3 separate regions of the Mus musculus genome follow, and all the other regions are linked to region 3. The links are chromatin contacts, called in public capture Hi-C and promoter capture Hi-C maps. All regions are on one chromosome and are shown on one strand. The core of a region is the stretch at or near the end of the contact, and the rest is flanking DNA. Distances in the headings are between cores, read along the strand shown. Region 1 overlaps Ly75 (lymphocyte antigen 75). Region 2 holds the start of Ly75 (lymphocyte antigen 75). Region 3 has its middle 32 kb from the start of Gm39834.

Region 1 (3,481 bases), core at 757-3,256, 1.1 Mb after region 3:
CCTATGTCAACTACATAAAGCCATTCTCAAGACAGGTGGGTGATCTGGTCTTGTCAAGTTCTAAAGGCAAGTGTTTAGAGACTTCTGGACTGATCTATAATACTGAAAAGGAAGCTGCCTCGTCTCAGAGACCAGTGTGAAAACAGTAAGATGCATTGTCTTGAAGAGTTGAGACTAAGGCAATGAGCATTTCTGTAGCTCTGGGTGCCAGCCTGCTCCTGATTCTGCATTTGACACTAGTCTAGTCTTGTGTCTCAGCCTCTTCACAGACAGAGGGCAGGAAAGTTGGAGGGACAGTCTCACAAATCAAATGCTCACAAGAGATTGGACGATGATTGACAACCACACAGGTTCCTTCCTTTCTGTTCTTTCGGGTATGCCATGTTGTCTCCAGAGTCCTCCCTACACAGAGTGGTCCTCACTCCGTTTTAGCCATGTTGTCTCCAGAGTCCTCCCTACACAGAGTGATCCTCGCTCCGTTTTAGCTTTCTGGTTTCCAAAAAACAGTTCTGATGTCTGTGAGCAGCATTAGAGTTAGGGCCACAGAGTCTAGGGTTTAATCACATGAACGGGGTTTCAGCCACACTCACTCAGTCTCAGTGACCTGTGGAAAGGACACGAGGGCCCTCTCAAATGGTTGTCACAAGGATTCAAACATTTAAGACAATGCTTAACACAGTACAAAATGCAACTAATAAACATTTGATCTCATGGGTTAAAGTAATATAGAGAAATAATGCAACTAATAAACATTTGATCTCATGGGTTAAAGTAATATAGAGAAATAATGTCAATGTTGTCTCTGAAATGAATTTCTACACCTCATAGGATGAACTCAACTTTGGTTGGTCAGATGGGAAACGTCTTCAATTTAGTAACTGGGCTGGAAGCAATGAGCAACTTGATGACTGCGTGATATTAGACACAGATGGATTCTGGAAAACAGCTGACTGTGATGATAACCAGCCTGGCGCCATTTGCTACTATCCAGGAAGTATGTGGATTGCAACTGTTTCCATCCCCTTACCCATCCGGAGTAGTAAAACTGTGTCTGTTTGGTTTTGCAAACTCTTATTTTGTATTAGGGGATTATAAGAAAGTCATTATCATAGTGTATCATTATTGCGTGTTTGGGTAGTACACGTGGCTGTGCACCTCGTGCATGCCTAGTGTCCATCAAGCCAGAAGAGGACGTCACAATCCTAGAACTGGAGTCACACGTGTTGTGAGCCACGATATAGGTGCTGGGAATCAAATCAGGTCCTCGGTGAGAGCAGACATCTCTTAACCACAGAGCTACCCCCAGTTCCCACCATAGTCATTTTTTTCCCCAACAGAACTGGTGCAAGGATTTGTATTCATAATTGTTGATTATGGATTGCTTTGTCCTTAGTTCTTACTTTGGAGTTTGTCTTTTGTATACCAGCTGACTATGTTAATTGACATTGATGGACATATACAGTCCCGTTCTGCCTCATGTCACATATAGTTTTACTTTTATATACTTACAAAGCTAACTTATGGAAACTCTTTATTAATTAATTCTGTTTTGTTTTGTTTTGTTTTCGAGACAGGGTTTCTCTGTGTAGCCCTAGCTGTCCTGGAACTCACTTTGTAGAGCAGGGTGGCCTCGAACTCAGAAATCCGCCTGCCTCTGCCTCCCGAGTGCTGGGATTAAAGGCGTGCGCCACTACCACCGCCTGGCCTTAATTAATCCTTAACATCAATGACTAACATCGTGAGCCACTGTTAAAATTCCAGGCATGGTGGCACATACCTTTAAGGACAACACTCAGAGGTGGAGCAGAAGACCAGGCAAAGCTCAGCCAAGCCTGGGCTGCCAGGCAAGCCCCTGTCTCAGAAACAAACAAAGGCTCAGTTGATTATGGGGAGCTGCACTCACTTGAGGCAGCTTCAGTCAGAAGGGAATTTAGAAAACCACCCTGCAAACAAAGATGGAACTCAACCACCCGGAAATGGGCTTCAGACACCCAGCACTAGGGAGCCTCAGGCAAGCAGCTCTCTATGAGCGTGAGGCCAGCCTGGTCTACAAAGGAAATTCCAGGCCAGTCAAGGCTAGATAGCAAGACGCTATCTCAAAACACAAAATAAAACAAACCAAAAAAATCTCCTGACACCAACAAGAAAACAGAAACCCAGAGATGTACCATGTGTGCGCCTGTCCTTTCTGCCTCTCTCTGTGTCTGCACTCTGCCCCTTGTGAACTTTCTGCCCTTTCTGCCCAGTAGCAGAACATGGCTGCTCTGCAACTCTCTCTTCTGCCTATCAATGAGGTGAGTGTATGACATCTGAATCCAACCTTTCAAGCTCCTAGAATCCATTGGCCTCAGCCTGAGAATATGCAATCCCCAGCCCTGTCAGGGGCCCACATTCTTGGGTTTGTGGTAAAAAGAACACACTGTTTCTGAGACAAAGGGGTTTGCTGCTAAATGGGAGGAAAATGCCAGATAGTCTCTAAGACATAATGAATCTGAATTATTTTGACTTTAGCGTATCTATACTTGCATCCTCTTGAATATATTACTTTCATAGAATAAAAAAAATGAGATATTCTAAAGGCCATTTTCTAAATGATATTTCTGTTTAATTTTGTTAAAAGAATAACTATTTCATTGAAGTTATTTCATTAAAATTAGAGAAATCAGTAAGCAGAAATGTGAGAGTGAATCTCACGGTTGCAGTTAGATGCCTATTGTTAATTAATATGTTTATAGAGTCCCTCTGAGGAGGCTCCTGGCACTTGACATTTAATAAAACAGGAAGACAGAAACTCATGTAACCTAAAAACGCCTCTTTTTTTTTCACATTCCTCCACTCCACAGCAGGAGTAAGAAAATTATGTCAGATAATTTCCTCACCACAGAGAGCCAGCATGCTTCATGCTATATTCAAGTGTAAACAGAACAAGGCTGTCACTTCCTCACTTCCTTCATATTTCCCACAAATCAAGTCTAATGACTGTGAACAGGATTTAACATTTACATCCGAAATTAGAGTTCTTACCATTAACTTTTCTTCCCCCAGATGAGACTGAGGAGGAGGTCAGAGCACTGGACACTGCTAAATGCCCGTCTCCTGTACAGAGCACCCCATGGATACCATTCCAGAACTCCTGCTACAATTTCATGATTACCAACAACAGGCATAAGACAGTCACACCGGAGGAAGTGCAGTCCACGTGCGAGAAGCTGCGTAAGTAATGTCCCACTGCCATCGTGTATCGGGACGATACACTCATCACCTGGTATGAAGATCCATCCCCAGGGTAGCACTGGTGATGACCTCTCCTAGTTCTCACAGTAGAGAACAGAGAAGTGGTCCCAAAGCAGCCTAGACTGACCGAAGACGAACAGGTCACCCCGTGTGGCAGGAAACTCAGTTACACCACTAATTGGAGCCAAGGTCAAAGAGATGGACCTTGGTCTCAGACCTGGAGCGATTCCCAGTAAAACCCTGAGGG
Region 2 (3,422 bases), core at 256-2,755, 1.0 Mb after region 3:
GGAGCTTTCTTTGGGGGTCATTGTCTTCTTTGAAACTCTCCTGAAAGCCTCAAACCCCTCCCCTAAAGTTAAAAAGTATCTTTGTAAAGACAGCCACCATCTTCAAGGAGCTTCAAGTCAGGTGGGCTCCAAAGCAAGGGCTTGCAGCTGCAGAAACGGCAGGTGCTGGGCTAATGCTTTCTACTGTCTGGATCTTAAGGTCGCGAAACTGCTTCCTCCCCCTCCCTTCTCTCTCTCTCTCTCTCTCTCTCTCTCTCTCTCTCTCTCTCTCTCTCCCTCTGTCCCTCCATCCCTCTCTCTCTCTCTCTCTCTCTCTCTCTCTCTCTCTCTCTCTCTCTCTCTCTCCTACTATCAGTCACACTGGATCTCCAAGCTCACTTTGCATTCTTTGCCTCTGTTTTACTCCCCCATCCCCAAACCCCGGCCATCTCTCCAGTTCCGGTTGAGCAGTTACCTTTCTGGATGCTCTGTCTGATCCTCCTGTGCACTTTGCCCAAGTTATTGTGTAGGCTTCAACTCTTCCATAAGGCCAGAAGGCAATCGAGGCGTGCCTCTTTACTATGCTAAGTGCTCTGTGTAGCCACTAAACACAAAGGCCAAAGCATGGGAGGAGAAGTATGGTACCAGGATGAGTTTAGAACCACCTGGGCAGTTGGAACTTGGAAAGTAGACCTAGACAAATCCTGAGGATAATAGCCACCTTTGAGGAACAGGGATGAGAGCTATCTCAAGTACCCTATACTCAATAAATATTTCAAAAAATTTTCACTTCTAGGCAAGTTAGTTAGTTTGGAACTTGTCCTATTTGTGGTAGCGTTGTCCAAGGGACAGAATAAATGGGCTTGAATTTCAGATTCTGGGTGCAGACTTCCACATTTCAAATAGATTGTTACTACTAGATTATTAATGGGGGGAAAAAAAGAACTCTGCAAAGGTCCAATAGTTAAATCTCCTTAAAAGTAGTACAATTGCTGGAATAACTGTCACGTTTAATATGGGTTGACAATTTCAGGTCAACCCCCCAACGTTCCTTTACTCCACCTTTACTCATACTTCCAAAATGACTATGATGTTGTTAAGCACAACTGAGGTCACCGCATATCCAAGTGTGCACTCCCCACCCCCACCCCCCCACCCCGCGGTCCATAGTGACCCCACGTGGTTGTGTGCACATTTCCAACCAGCCAAGGTCCGAAGCCCTAGCTCACCGCCTTGTCTCTCTACAAGGAAGGACAAATGCTACACTGACAGAGCCGCACTTCCCCAAATTTGCTTAAGAAGATGGGGAGTGGACTCCCAAACCCTGTGGTTGTCCTGTGCACTCCTCCCGCCTTCTGGAGGTCCCGAGCCTTCGCAGAGGTCTGCCTTGGGTGGGTGGGGACTCCTGCAAAGCCTCCGCTGGGCCCGGGACCCAAAGCGGAGCTCTGATTGGCCGAGCGCGGCGGAGGCGGGGTCTGCGCGCCTCAGAGGTTGCCCCAGAGGCGTGGTGAGGCCGGCGGGGCTCACCGCTGAAGCCGGTGCGGGCAGGAGAGGCTTGGGACTGGAGATGCGGACGGGCCGGGTGACCCCGGGCCTGGCGGCGGGGCTACTCCTGCTGTTGCTGCGGTCCTTCGGGCTTGTGGAGCCTTCTGAGAGCTCAGGTAACCGGGCGACCTCGACGCTGCTGCTCTGAGCATTTGCCTCCTTCGGGTCGGGTCGCGATCGCTTTGCTCTCTGTGTCTCTGGAGCAGACAAGTAGGGAGGTCTGGCCTAGGAGAGCAGCGGGCAAGGCCATGTGGTGCGGAGGGACCCTCTGCCTAGAAGAGGCCCACAGCTCTTTCCCAGAGACTTTTCTGCCCCTTGGTCCTCCACTGTCCCCTGAAATCATGCTTTCCTGAGGTTCACCACCTCCTTTTACATCCCTGTCGCCCCTTGGTCGTCTTGGAACCTCCGGGACAATGATGAGCCTTCACCCAACACCACAAGGACTCCCAGCCATCACGACTTTACTGTGCCCACTTAACGCAAGGAAAAGGAAATCAGGTTCAACCATTGTCCCCAGAAGTCAGCCAGGAAGGAGTATTAGGATGCCCTTCCCAGTCCCCATGAGCAGAGGCTCATCTAATCTGGTTATTATTTCCAAATGCTCCCCAACTCAGCTGGCCCCTAACAGAAGTGCAGGTCACTTCCTGTCAGTGGGGAAAGGATGCCTTCTGTAAAGCTCACGTAGTGCCAGCAGCACCATCCCACTTAGCAGTTAGAGTTTTGCTTTTACTTTCTCTTTTTGCTTCAACGAAAGGTGTGCCAAGGACCTTTTTATTTAACTGGACTATATAAATGGCAGCCTATAGGCTGCAAACATTCACCAGCTACTTCTGCTATCTCACCGGTGTGAAGAAGGAAAAGGTGGTCAAGATGTGTTTTAGGAAGTTCTGAGTGTGCCTCTGGCTTTCTTTGGAGCTACGCTTACTTACTTTCTGATGTAGATGGTGTCCAGAGTTATGGAAAGAGTGCTCTGCAAGACTAGGTGTCATCAACCTACCCTTTAATGAGTCCTGTCTTGACCGACTCTTCTCAATGGTCCTTTGACCTTCTGCACTGGAACAACCAAAGGAAGTAATATAGTAGAATCTTTTAGTGATATGAGAGCTCAATTCTGTCTGTTGCATAATCCGAGGAGAAAACTCTACCTGCAGCAGTTTACAGCAGAGAGCATGCTAACTTCCAATCACTTCTCTCTTGGTTTCTACCTACATCTGGGAGTCCTGTTTTGCTTCCTTCACAAATTTTAAGATTCCCTTAATATCCAAATGTCCCTGTTGGTTTTTTGTTTGTTTGTTTGTTTGTTTGTCATCAACCTGACACAAGCTACTGTCATCTGGTAGAGGAACCTTGATTGGGAAAATTCTTCCATCAGATTGGCCTATAGGCAAGTCTGTAGAGGGCCCAGCAGACTGTGGGCGAGGCCACCCAGGGACAGGTGGGCCTGGATGGTCTAAGAAAGCAGACTGGCCAAGCCATGGGAAGCAAGGCAATCCTCTATGGCCTCTGTTTCCGTTCCTGCCTTGAGTTTCTGCCCTAACTTCTTGATGACAGAGTCTGCTGTGAAACTGTAAATTGAAGCAAACTCTCTCCTCCTCAAGCTGCTTTGGGTTGTGGTGTTTATCACAGCAATGGGAACTCTGACTGAAGCACCACAGTCTCCACAGACCCCATCCTGTCTCAGGGACCCAAAGCAGAGAATGTTAGGCTTAAGTGTGTTCCCATACCAATGTTCCCCACAGGCATTTCCATCCCTTCTTCTGCACTTCTTTTTATTTTTTTAAATTTAATTATTTTTATTTATATGAGTGCACTGTAGCTGTCTTCAGACACACACACACACACACACACACACACACACACACACCAGAATAGTGCATCAGATTCCATTATAGATGGTT
Region 3 (3,368 bases), core at 412-2,911:
CCTAAAGTGACATTTTAAAATCCCCCGCAGTCTTGGGATTGATGTTGACTATGCAGATGCTGTCTGATGCTCCATCTCAGACTCTTGATCATCTCATCCCCATAATATATAATATAATGTATGGGCTGTGGCTGTGGTTTGGGGTCCCTTCCAGATTAATTCTCTAGCAGATTAAAAGAAAACAGACAACCTAAGTGATTTACTTTTAAAACCCATGCAAGAGGGATGGCTCAGCAGGGTGTTCTGACCTTGCTGAGGAGAGGACCTGAGTTCAGTTCATAGCACCCACTATGACAGCTCATGACTACTATATATAACTCCACCTCGTGTGTACTCTTCTGGTCCTTGCACACTCTACTCACGCGAAATACCTTCCCATAGAAAAATACTTAAAAAAAAAAGGTCTTTAAAAAAATCAGTGCAACGTGTGATATATTTATTAGGTATTTTTATCCACAAGTAGTTCTGAGTCGGGCTTAGGAAGGCAGACTCTGCCTCTTATCAGCTAGCTTTGCATCACCTATTATGGGATGCTAGAGCACCACCACTGGAAGGCTCTTAGAGGCCAGGTGGTAAACGCAGGCCATGGATCAGCAGCATCAGCATTACCTAGGAGTCTGTAAGAATTTCAAAGCCTGGACCTTACCTTACCCCAGGTTAGAATTTGCATCTTAATGAGATCCCCAGGTGCACATTAAAGTTTCTGAAACACAGCTGTTCAGTTGGTCTGGTTTTCCTTCAGATTTTCAAACAAAAGAAACCGCAGTCCAGAGAGAGCAAGGACAAGAGCCGGGAAGAGAATCTGACCTTTTTATTTTATGGCTTGTGTGTAGGACCATGCACCACCCACCTCCAGCATCCCGATGACAGCCGCAGCCCAGACTACCCCCATCTCAGCTCTGTGAGAGCTTCGGCATTCTTCATCAGGAAGAGAATAGTCTTTCTGAGTCTTCCTCCAGAAACTCCTCCCTCCCTTCTTATTCCCAGTATCCTCTAAGGATACTCAGCTTTCAAAATGCAGACTTCCAAATTTTCGTAATAAAATGAACTAAAAACTCTTTGGGGAGGAAAGTGATTTTCCCGTTGCATTTGTTTACTCTCGGTGAGCTCCTGAGACGGCTAACACACTAGTTGTTAATCACACCATCTGTTCAAACGGCACTGTGGAACCATTACATTCATCCTTTCTTCTTTTTACGGAAAAAAAAATTTCAGAACACTATGTTTGCGTCTGTTTTGCTCCATCACCTGGCAGTGTAGTGTAAGCTAGTTAATCTTTCCAGTTGAAAATAACTTTCAATTGGCAAATACGTATTTTTAATGTTCATATATCACATACACAGACTCCTCCCCCCCCCAAAATGTGTCCTTTGACATTCCAAACATGGAAAACGCTAAAAGAAAAAGAAAATCTGTTACAGACTGTATGCTTGTCAAAGTTTTAAGCATTTGATTATATTTAAATGAAGCATTCAGGACGATGATTTGTCTGACTGACCCGGAAAATATTTTCCCCGTTGGCCCTGAAGATGGCAGTGCTGTGCAGTTTAGAACAGCTCTTCGTTTCCCCCCCCCCCCCCCACCCCCCCGCCTCACCTCCCCCCCTAAGGAATTTCTGGAATGGCAGAAAGTGGGGGAGGATCCACCAGATCTGAACCTTCTAACACTTAGCACAAACCTCTCCTGAACCCTGGGACAATCTGGTTTGTCTTTCAGTCTCTTTGTTTTTGTTTAAGACTGTACCTTATTCGTTTCCTGTTTCCAGTCGCAATAGAAATGGGACTAGTTGAACGATTATTCCCATGTCGCGGGTAGCCAAGGAAGCGACTATAGCTTACCGAGAAGCTGGTTTGCAACAGCCTGCCTTTTTTTTTTTTTTTTCTTTAATTCTAACAAAGGCTTTACCCAAGATAAACTGAATACTAGAGGTTTTGAGAGCCCACTGGGACCACATCTCTGGCAGCCTCCCTCCGTCTCCTAACTCGGGACGCCTGTTGTATCACATTCTTTACATTTTATTAGCAGGGACTAGAAGAGTCGGTTTGGGGCAGCATATACCAAAGGCGGTCTCTTGACCCTGTCATTGTGAGGTGTTGGCGGGGAGAGAGAGGGAAGAGGCGTGTATATGCCTAACTTTGGGGACTCTTAAAATAGGGTTGTTTAACTAGCCAGAAAAGACTTATTGAAAACAAGCACACGAGGGCTCTTATGTGACATTCTGTCACCAATAAACCAGTAGTGCTTATGTCCTCTGAGCCAACTTCCCCCACCCCCACCGTGGCAAATGCCTCAGCAGTATCTAATTTAACCTTCACCACCACTGTCTGAGGCAGACACAACATCCCTTTGCTGGAGGTTTTTGCCTTTATACGTGGAAACTAAGGTCATGAGACTAGATAAAATTGTTGGGCTTTACATTTTGAACTCTAGAATATGCTGAAGCATTCATCGCCTTGAATTTTGGTTCAATGGAGAGATAACAAAATATTAAGCCCTTATCAATGAAGCATATTTGGTACCCACTTAATGATAAAGAAAAGGAGAGGCCAAGGCTCTAGTACGTCATTCTACCAAGGGCTACACAATTGCAGAGAAGCCAAGCCCCCAGGAAACATACCATTTGTTTTGAAAAAAAAAGGGGGGGGGTGGTTCTAGATAGAAGACTGTATGATGTTAGGCATCTTAATCTAGTGCAACATCTTTAAAGATGAGGGCAACTTAAGAATCGTTCCCTATCTTTTTTCAAAATTTCCACTTGGAGTTTTCAAAGTCAAAGTTTCCCCTCCCCCATCCATCTTGTACTACAAAACAACCATCTCTCTCCCCTTGTGGCGCCTCTCCTACCCCCCCTTCCCCACTTCTCTCCTCTCTCCTCCTCTTCTTCTTCTCTCTCTCCCCCCTTCTTTCCCCTTCCCTTCTCCCTCTCTCTGGCTAAGAGTGCAAAGCAGCTGGGGTGGAAGGTGAAAGATAAAAGCACAAGGATAATCTATCTGTTAGTATTTCAAAATTGTTACTGCGACCAGAAAGAAGGCAGTGTTTACCCTTCTCCCCCAAATGCCTTGGGCGGAGATCACGTCCTACAGAGATTAGACTAATTGGAGGCTGCTGAGGATAACTGGAGAAGCCCCAATCTAAGTCCTCTCAGTGGGAAATGGCTCCTTTGTTAAGGATCTAAGTTCACTTAAACTTCTTCTTAGAAGTTTGTTTTGAATAAAGATTAGATCAATCTGGGCATTTATGACCTCAAAATGAAATTTCTTCTTGGCAAGTATGCCATGGTTTACCAGATACTTGCTGGGAATGTCGTTTCTTTTCTTTTAAGTCCTTCCTTCAGAGTCTATCTTAAATCAACCTTGTATTTCCAGATC

The links. Promoter capture Hi-C pulls out the DNA fragments that hold promoters and counts their contacts. Capture Hi-C pulls out chosen DNA fragments and counts their contacts.
Region 1: a capture Hi-C map of embryonic stem cells shows a contact between it and region 3, with 5 times the contacts expected there. The contact joins two enhancer-like sites. A contact is called at or near these places in 1 of 115 datasets of contacts at active chromatin or transcription factors (embryonic stem cells) and 1 of 9 other capture datasets (embryonic stem cells).
Region 2: a promoter capture Hi-C map of embryonic stem cells shows a contact between it and region 3, with 3 times the contacts expected there. The contact joins the promoter of Ly75 here to the enhancer-like site in region 3. A contact is called at or near these places in 4 of 39 promoter capture datasets (the 3T3-L1 cell line, the SN4741 cell line, embryonic stem cells and 1 more), 1 of 115 datasets of contacts at active chromatin or transcription factors (epiblast stem cells) and 1 of 9 other capture datasets (embryonic stem cells).

The regions. Positions count from the first base shown.
Region 1 is chr2:60,315,821-60,319,301 of GRCm38.p6, reverse strand. Ly75 (lymphocyte antigen 75) reads left to right here. Exons shown (of 35, transcript NM_013825.4): 26 at 829-994; 27 at 3,046-3,213. Among named protein-coding and RNA genes, the nearest start is that of Cd302, 33 kb to the right of the region's middle. Within about 2 kb of position 2,006, at least 5 of the 459 cell types and tissues checked have an H3K27ac peak or open chromatin away from gene starts, as enhancers often do. A contact at or near this core is called in embryonic stem cells, where this site is marked.
Region 2 is chr2:60,381,356-60,384,777 of GRCm38.p6, reverse strand. It overlaps Ly75 (lymphocyte antigen 75), which reads left to right and starts at 1,505. Exons shown (of 35, transcript NM_013825.4): 1 at 1,505-1,640. The coding sequence starts at 1,547.
Region 3 is chr2:61,400,629-61,403,996 of GRCm38.p6, reverse strand. No RefSeq gene overlaps it. Among named protein-coding and RNA genes, the nearest start is that of Gm39834, 32 kb to the right of the region's middle. Within about 2 kb of position 1,661, at least 177 of the 459 cell types and tissues checked have an H3K27ac peak or open chromatin away from gene starts, as enhancers often do. A contact at or near this core is called in the SN4741 cell line and embryonic stem cells, where this site is marked.